Regions from separate parts of the Mus musculus genome. Here all the other regions are linked to region 3. Evidence: chromatin contacts called from public HiChIP or PLAC-seq data. All regions are on one chromosome and are shown on one strand. The core of a region is the stretch at or near the end of the contact, and the rest is flanking DNA. Distances in the headings are between cores, read along the strand shown. Region 1 has its middle 20 kb from the start of Cnih3. Region 2 overlaps Cnih3 (cornichon family AMPA receptor auxiliary protein 3). Region 3 overlaps Tmem63a (transmembrane protein 63a).

What was found. HiChIP or PLAC-seq counts read pairs in DNA pulled down with a chosen protein or histone mark.
Region 1: a FOXA1 HiChIP or PLAC-seq map of pancreatic cancer cells shows a contact between it and region 3. The contact joins two enhancer-like sites.
Region 2: a contact with region 3 is called in a FOXA1 HiChIP or PLAC-seq map of pancreatic cancer cells. The contact joins two enhancer-like sites. A contact is called at or near these places in 1 of 115 datasets of contacts at active chromatin or transcription factors (pancreatic cancer cells) and 1 of 9 other capture datasets (pancreatic islet).

The regions. Positions count from the first base shown.
Region 1 is chr1:181,331,341-181,334,040 of GRCm38.p6, reverse strand. No RefSeq gene overlaps it. Among named protein-coding and RNA genes, the nearest start is that of Cnih3, 20 kb to the left of the region's middle. Within about 2 kb of position 1,275, at least 41 of the 459 cell types and tissues checked have an H3K27ac peak or open chromatin away from gene starts, as enhancers often do. A contact at or near this core is called in pancreatic cancer cells, where this site is marked.
Region 2 is chr1:181,394,042-181,396,741 of GRCm38.p6, reverse strand. The region is part of intron 1 of Cnih3 (cornichon family AMPA receptor auxiliary protein 3); the gene reads right to left. Among named protein-coding and RNA genes, the nearest start is that of Cnih3, 43 kb to the right of the region's middle. Within about 2 kb of position 1,336, at least 91 of the 459 cell types and tissues checked have an H3K27ac peak or open chromatin away from gene starts, as enhancers often do. A contact at or near this core is called in pancreatic cancer cells, where this site is marked.
Region 3 is chr1:180,951,051-180,953,996 of GRCm38.p6, reverse strand. It overlaps Tmem63a (transmembrane protein 63a), which reads right to left. Exons shown (of 23, transcript NM_144794.2): 4 at 1,802-1,865; 5 at 979-1,016. Among named protein-coding and RNA genes, the nearest start is that of Tmem63a, 10 kb to the right of the region's middle. Within about 2 kb of position 1,371, at least 43 of the 459 cell types and tissues checked have an H3K27ac peak or open chromatin away from gene starts, as enhancers often do. A contact at or near this core is called in pancreatic cancer cells, where this site is marked.

The DNA.
Region 1 (2,700 bases), core at 26-2,525, 380 kb before region 3:
ACACAGTCACTTATAATTATGTCATGTGGTGGTTTGAATAAAAATAGTTCCCAAAGGCTCATATATTCAAATGCTTGGTCCCCAGCTGTGGGTGGAACTGTTTGGGAAGAATTAGTAGAGTAGGTGTGGCCTTGTTAGAGGAAGTGTGTCACTGGGGGTGGACTTTGAGGCTTCAAAAGCTCAAGCCACTCTCAGTAACACAGACATGCTCGTGCACATACACACACACACCCACACACACCACCTTGTGGACCAGCTGTAATCTCTCAGATACTTCTCTAGCACCATGCCTGCCAGCCTGCTGCCACACACCGTGCCATGATGATCACAGACTCTAACACTCTGAATCTGTAAGCAAAGAGTCCAATTGAACACTTTGTTTTAAAACTTGTCTTGGTCGTGGTGCCTCTTCCCAGCAATAGAAAGGCAGCGAAAACATGCCACACACTAGGACTAATTCCAAAGAAACAAAGCACTTCACAAAGAAGAAAACTTTGTTTTCAATTTCTCAAAGACAAGTTAGAAATGCTGAGTCATGGGGGGTGAAATTAAAATATAGCAAGTGGTAGATGTGTCTGTTGATCAAATTCAAGTTTTTCGATCCTGAGGGCTGCATATGTAAATATTTCTAGCAGTCAGTCTTTGTTCTATGACAAAAAGAATCAGCATCCCAAAAAGGGAAGATTTTACATCAGCTCTTTTCTCTGCCTTTTAATGAAACATTGTGCTCTGACAGAAAGGATCTGTGGTGGAACCAGTTATTTTTTTTTTCTAGTTTCTAAACAAGATTTAAATGCACTTAAGAAGTACCTAGCTGGCTTAAATATGATCGAGCATAATAATATCTCTGAGTCTCCCATTACTCTAAAGATATTCAAGGACAAGTTAGAGCTGTGTTGTTTATGGGCATTGTCTATCTCCATCCAACAGAAACTTGAAGATTTTTTTCCTAATGTCTTTTCTCTGTATGTTATAACTCTTAAAGGGAATAACTGAATAGAAATACAGAGGAGAAATTATAATTGCTTTTATAGCATTACAAATAAAAGTAACACCAGCAATAATGATGTGCTGAAAATGTCTCTTTTTAAAAAACTATTATGAATTTCTCAAAGAACCATGTAGTGAGTGTAATTACTTCCTGGGGTGGAGTTATAAGTGAGGCAGACACAGCTGTGAACAAGTTGGACACCAACCAGCCTGTGCTAATCTGAGGGACACACTGGAGTAGAGCGTGGTCCCCCATTGACTCACTTCCTGTTTGTTCTTGCTTCACACAGTCTCTCTCTTGCTTTAACCCTTCTTATCCCAGCTTCCTTCCTTTGAAAGTGAGCTATTGCAATCCACCCCCATTTCACGGGGGTTTGCCACTGAATGCCATGGAATTAGCTGAAGAGCTTTTCCCAAGAATAGATCCCTTCAACTCCACACCAGCCCTCTTGAACAAGAATCTCTGGGGTCGAGTCCCAGCCAGGGTAGCTTTAAAATGCTCTGGTTAGGAATCACTGAACCAAACAACCCGGTCTCTAAGCTCATCCTCTGTCAAAGTATCACATTCCTGGCTGACTATATGGTTGACCCTCTCTAGTCCTCCAGTGGACTCTCCTGGTCACCCGCCAGCCTGGCTTGATGCATCCCCTCCCCTGGAACCTCTTCAAACACGTATTCCTCTCTGACATATGCTCAAAATTTTCTAAAATTCAAATCCTGCTTCATACCCTGCCTCCAGAAAGCCTTCTCTGACCAGTTGTGACTGTTCACTGCTAGAAATGTTTCCCAGCCTCTGAGTTACCATCTGGGATGGGATGGTGATTTGAATGAGAAATGTCCCCAGCTGTGGTGCTGTTTGGGAGTGTTCAGGTGGCACAGCCCTTCTGGAGGAAGTACTGTCAGTGGGAGCAGCCTCTGAGATGAAAAGCATCAGACACTTCCAGTCCACTCTCTCTACCTCATGCTTACCGTTGAGGATGTGAGCTCTCAGCCTCCTGAGGCCACACCCGATGGTTGGTAATCTTGCATCCATACCAAGCTTCCTCATCACAATGGACTCTTATCAGGAGGCATGAGCCAAAATAAACTCTTTGTTCCATAAGTTGCTTCTGTTCACCTTGTTTTATCCCAGCAACCATCGATATCAGTGGTTTGATATATGATACATATCAAGATAAATATATCAGGATATAAAGAATGCTTAGATGGACTCATGTGATTTGAGTAATTTCTTTGGAATGTAAGCTTTAAAGAAATATGTTTTAATGTTCTATAATCTGCTTATAGAGTCCATCAATGCTCCAGGTCATTGAGATATGTCATGAGATATGTCATGTGTGTTCTTAAGCTCTATCACCTTGAACACTTGTGAACCCCAGAAACACATCAGCTGAGGTCACACAGCCATGTGACATCAAGAGAAGGCAAACTAGAGATGCCTTAAAAACAAGTTGGTAGCTATATTAAGGAGGGAAAAGTGTGTATGTATATGTGTTTGTGTATGTATGTGTGTGTATGCGTGTGTATGTGTGTATGTGAGTGTATGTGCATGTATCTGTATGTGTGTATGTATATATGAATGTGTGTGTTTGTGTATATGTGTGTGCATGTGTGTGTATGCATGTGTATGTGTGTCTGTGTATATATGTATATGTGTGTATATGTGTATGTGTGTGTTGTTGTTGCTGTTATTCTCCATCTTTATACAAT
Region 2 (2,700 bases), core at 87-2,586, 440 kb before region 3:
GTCTTGTTCCAATAGAAGCAATGCCTTCAGAAAAATCCCAAGCTTTGGGGTCCTGTTAGAGCAGGGAGTGCCAACATTTGGAAGGCAAGCAGGCTACGGAAGCGTTTTGATTGGCTGGGATACAGAGCGCCCAACCAATGAGTGCAGCTTGAGTACTACCTAAGTCTCTTCCCTTGCTGATTCTAAGCTGCTCAGGAAAATGTCTCATGTGCTCCTGGGAAGGATGGAGCACTGGTTCTAGACTCAGACAGTTGTTTTGGGGCTCTATGAAGTACCAAGCATTTATCCCAGTCCTTGCTCAGCCATCGAGGACCATGAAGCATAATCAAAAAGTAGCTATCACTCATAACGTTGTCACTGGATAGTCTGTGCTCTGTAATGCCCAGAGCCAGCCAGCAAAGGGTCAGATCTGGAGTCCAGCACTCACCCTCTTCCTTAGTTGTCTTCGGCCTTTGCTAATGAGATTCACTTTCCCTTATGAGACGGAATAAAGAACACTTCATAGTACACCCATCAATACCAACATGGGCCGTGACCCAGCAGGCTTGGCACCAGCCCTCTGTCATCTAAGGATACCCAAACAATGTGCCCAGGAGCTAATGAGACCAAGGAAAGCACTTTAAAGCCAACACAGAGATCTCAGTCATGTCCTGACTCCACCAGTCTCATCTAGTGGGGCCCTTTGGAGAAGCAGGGTCAGCAGATGCATCTCCCCGACAGCACACACAGGACAGCTTGTTACTGTCACAGGGCAGCGGCTGCTCTTATCTTGAGCAGGGATCCCTGTGCTATGGCCTGCCAACAAGATGGGACCAGGCCAATTCCATAGCAGAGTCTAAAGGGGCAGAGCCACTTAGACTAGGCAGAGTGGGCCAATGATTAGGGATAAAATGGAACCCACCCTTCTGTCTGCTGCTCCTGTATATCTGACCCCCGACCACCAATACACCACATTCAGTCCCATGATCCTCTGATCTCTTTATACTGCCATAATAATATACATCTTAAATGTCCCCAAAGGCCTATATGTTAAAGGCTTTGTCACCAGCCTGTGGTGCTATGTGGTAGAAGCTTGAGGAGGTGTGGCCTAGTGGGAGGAAGTTACATCATTAGGAGGTGTGGCCTCGTGGGAGGAAGTTACGTCATTAGGACATGGCCTTGAAGGGCATATTGGTGGGATTTCAGCCCTTCATATTCCATCATCCCCCCACCACCTGCCCTATCTCTCTTCTTTCTCTCTTTTCCTCTAGGCAAGCAGCTGTGCTCCAGCACAGCCTCCCCACAATGACCTCATCGCAGGTCCCAAAACAGGAGAGGAACTGACCGATAACTAAAACTTACAAACTGTGAGTCAGAAGTTCCCCTCCTTTAAGCCAATCACGCCAGACACTTGAGCACAGCTAAAGAAGGCTGACTCAGCCACAATCACTGTGGTCCCTCATCTACCATTCTCTCAGACACCTCCCATATGCCCCTCATGTTACAAGCAGAGCTACCCCTAGTCCCTGTATCTTCCATCTTTATAGGTACCTACCTACCCATCACTAGCTCCCTGACCTTGAATGTACCTTTTACCTCCCCAGACTGTGACCTTTTTGTTTATAAAATAAGAAGACTAATGTTCCTGCCTCAGCGGGCTGCAGGGAGTGTGGAGAAGAGGCCTAGCCCACAGTACAGAGTACAGAAATGAGAATTCTGCTAGATTTGAGCACGGACTCCCTCTGTGTCCACACTGAGGGGCAACTCCACAGGGAGCTCGGGCTCTGTGTGAGTCACAGGGACCCTGCTGGGATTCAATATCTGTCTCACTGATTTGTGTGACTGCAGGCAAGTTTTATTAACCTTTCCAAACCTCAGTTACCTCAAATAATAAAAAAAAAGAACAATAATACCTCCATCACTTCAAATATAAAGAAAGGACAATTATAGTTCCTATCTCAGAGCCACTGCAAGGAGCAAAAGAAATGATGGGGACTAGAGAGATGGCCAGCTCAGAAATGTGCTCGCCATACTGAAGGGCTTTCCATGTGAGCGTGAGGACCACTTAAAATGTGTCCATGTGTACCCGTGACCACTCACACATGCACACATATACACATGAAAACATACAGAGATGGCTGGAAGGGGAGGGAAAGAGGAGGAGAGGGAGAGAAAAGAAGAGGAGGAAGAGAAGAGGGGAGAGAGAGAAGAGGAGGAGAGGGAGGAAGAAGGAAAAAGGAAGGAAAGAAGAAGAAGAAAAAGGAGAAGAAGGAACATATATAAAGCAAAGAGACAAAGAGTCCCAGGGCCAGTGCTCAGTAGGTAATGATGCCACTTTCTTAACTGGTTGCTGTCCCTGAGATATTTTTCCCATACTCCTGACTATGAGTCTTCATCCCTGGTCTAAGGCAAAGTCATCAGCTTGACAATCTAAGTCTAGTGAAAGCTGTCACTATGGAGAAGACACAGGTAACAACTGGAAAGAAAGCAGGTAGGTGAGAGAGACTGCAGGGTTCATTCACCCTGTCACAGCTGGGGACTACGATCAGCAGACAAACCAGCAAGGGAGACCTCGGCTGCCCTGTCCCTGGACCGACATGGAGAACATAACCTGAACACAGAACACGCTGGCATCTTCAACCCCTGTCTGGGCCAGACTAGCAGATGCAGCTAGTTCTGGGGCTGTGTGCTGTGCCTCTGATAGCTGTTCAGTCACCAGCA
Region 3 (2,946 bases), core at 122-2,621:
CCCAGCCCTGGTGTGCCCAGCACTGGTGTGTCACACAGTACCCCAATAGGTTCAGAACTGACTGTCCACTTCCCACCTCAAACAGCCAGCAGAGCTCCGGGATGCAATGAGTTAAAGCACATCCGACTCCCAAGGGTGCTCACGGACAAGGCAGCGAGCATCATGCTTGCTCAGTGATTCATTTCAGGATGCACTGTGAGGCTAACATCTTTCCACTTCCAAGCAAGCCAGGCTCACGCCCACCTGCTTCCTCGGCTTCAGGAAGTTCCCTGGCTTCTCCGTGTGACCCTGCCTCCCACCAGCAATCTCGGGGACAACTCCCACCAAACTCCCACACAAATCAGGTGGAGAAACTGAGGCCCTGAGAGAGGAACTGAGAATCCCCAAGCCCATTTCACTAACTCTACAATGGCCTTTTCTTTTATAATATTATATAATCTAATTAGAGTTTTGTTGTTTTGTTTTGGAGGGGCGTTTGTTTTGTTTTGCTTTAGACAGGAATTGTTCTATTTGATATGTCACATTGGTTAGATAGGGATAGGAACTCTGCTAGACGGGTTTATATGCATCAGAACGAGTAAGTGGGGAAATTAAATTCGTTTAACTAAGGCCTGGGGATCTAGCCTACTGTACCTCCTATGCAGGAAGCCCTGGGTTCAATCCCATACTCGGACAGCCACCTTGATTGGATTCAAATGTTTATCACTAGATTCAAGAACCTTTGAAATCCAACTGCAGTTTGGGGATGTCTGAGCCCCCGTAGGACTGTATACGCAGAAGGCCTCCTTCTTTCCCTGGGCCCTGACTACAGAGACTTCCCAGTCATCTTTGTTCTAGACCTTATACACCGTTTAGGTCCTCAACCGGAAAAGTATGAGAGATACCACTTCAGAATCTAACATCTCAGCTACTTCCTCCTGAATGGCAAAGCCCTCACACGAAGCCACATGCTCCAACAGACACCCCCATCTTACTCACTGCAGGCGGAAGATGGCCGTCAGCCAAGGACAGCATCCCTGGAGACAGAGAACAGGTATTAGCATCCAGCACCCATGTCTTTGGGAGGCAGATACAATCACATCTTTGAGATCAAATCACCATTCCTCTTGGATCTGTGTAGAACAGGATTTTCCTTCACACATTTGGTGAGTTGACCCCCCCTAACTCTTATTCTTTGCAAGGCACAACCCCGTGGCAGGTGGGGTTTTAAAAAAAAGACACAACAGGAACCAGTCTAATGCATTAGAAAGCACCCAGCATAGGCCTTAGGGAGGGAAAGAAATGTGTGTAGGTTCCATGACCTCTCAGGTCCTACTGCTCCATAAAGCTAGCCTGTTACCAGTTGGGAAAGACAAATATTTGCTCATCACTCAGTCAACAGCTGACTAAGTACCTACCAGATATCTAGTGCTGGGGACAAGGCTATATGAGGCAGGATCCCTGCCCACATTTGGCTCAAAATCTAGCAGACACGTCAATAATTAACTCTTGTACAAGAACCATAACAGTAAGAGACAAGTTGCTGCCAAAGCCCAGGAGATCCACAGCCTGTTCTGCCTGGAAAGTCAATGGAGCCTTGCAGGGAGGGATCATTTAACCACTGTCTCCTTCTAGACACTTCCAAGTCCTCATGTTTCCATTCATATGGAGGGGAGCTTTCCCCAGAGCTGACCTCTCACAGATCACAGTGCTGTTAGTCACTAAACCAGGAGTGCAACCGCCTAGACCTCAATCAATCATTGCTACCAAGCTGCACCCTCGGCCCTTCGCGTCACAAAACCACCATCCATTGGATACCAACCAGCTCGTTTTCAAAGTCTTGTTGCCCTGAGGAGGAAGAGGACAGTCTCTGGAACCTGGCCTCACTGTAGGCACAAAAGGAAAAAAAAAAAAAAAAGATAAATAATTCTGAAATTAAAAAGGGTTGAATATACATGTCCAGTATTTGATCAAAGCTATTGACTCTCAGTTGTGGCAGCAAATATACACTACTTCAAAAAACATATGGAAGCACTGCCCATAAGCCCATATGGCATAAAACTCTGTGTTGTATGGGGCACTGCCCATAAGCCCATATGGCATAAAACTCTGTGTTGTATGGGCTATGCACAGAGGGACCATAGCTATGTGCACACCCCAGGGCCAGGGTATCAAGGGACCATAGCTATGTGCACACCTTCCAACCTCAGCACTAAACTGGTCCACCTACAGGAACTTCAGAGTGTTTACACCTGTTTATAGTACATTTCCTAGTACATCCAAATCAATGCGTAATGCTGCATTTTATCCTACCACAGTGACTGGAATGAAAGGTTATAGGGGCTTCATTCCAGAGAAACAGCCTGAGAAATAGTGGACACAGGGACACGAGGGAGCAGGGGGACAAGTCACCCATGCCCCCCCACGAAGTTGTTAAGGAAAAATACTTGCAAGCCTCATTATTGGAATGAACCCCCCTCAAAACACTTACATATGGGGCTGGAGAGAAGGCTCTGTGGTTGAGTACTGGCTGCTTTTCCAAAGGACCTGGGTTCAATTCCCAGCACCCACATGGTGACTCACAACCATCCGTAACTTCAGTTCCAGAGGACCCGACACCCTCTTGTGGCCTCTGCCAGCACCAAGCACGCATGTGGTACAGACATGCATGCATGCAAAACACCCATACATATAAAATAAAAAAACTGTAATGGGGGGACACCCCCTTCTCGGAGGGGAGGAGGAGGAGAAATGGGGGGAGGAGCTGCAGAGGGGTCTGGGAGGAGAGGAGGCTGATATTGGGATGTGGAATGAAGAAAGAAAGAAATAGAGAAAGAGAGAGAGAGAAAGAAGGGAGGGAGGGAGGGAAGGAGGGAAGGAGGGAAAGAGGGAAGGAAGGAAGGAAGGAAGGAAGGAAGGAAGGAAGGAAGGAAGGAAGGAAGGTGGGTGAGATATTGTCTTAAAAAG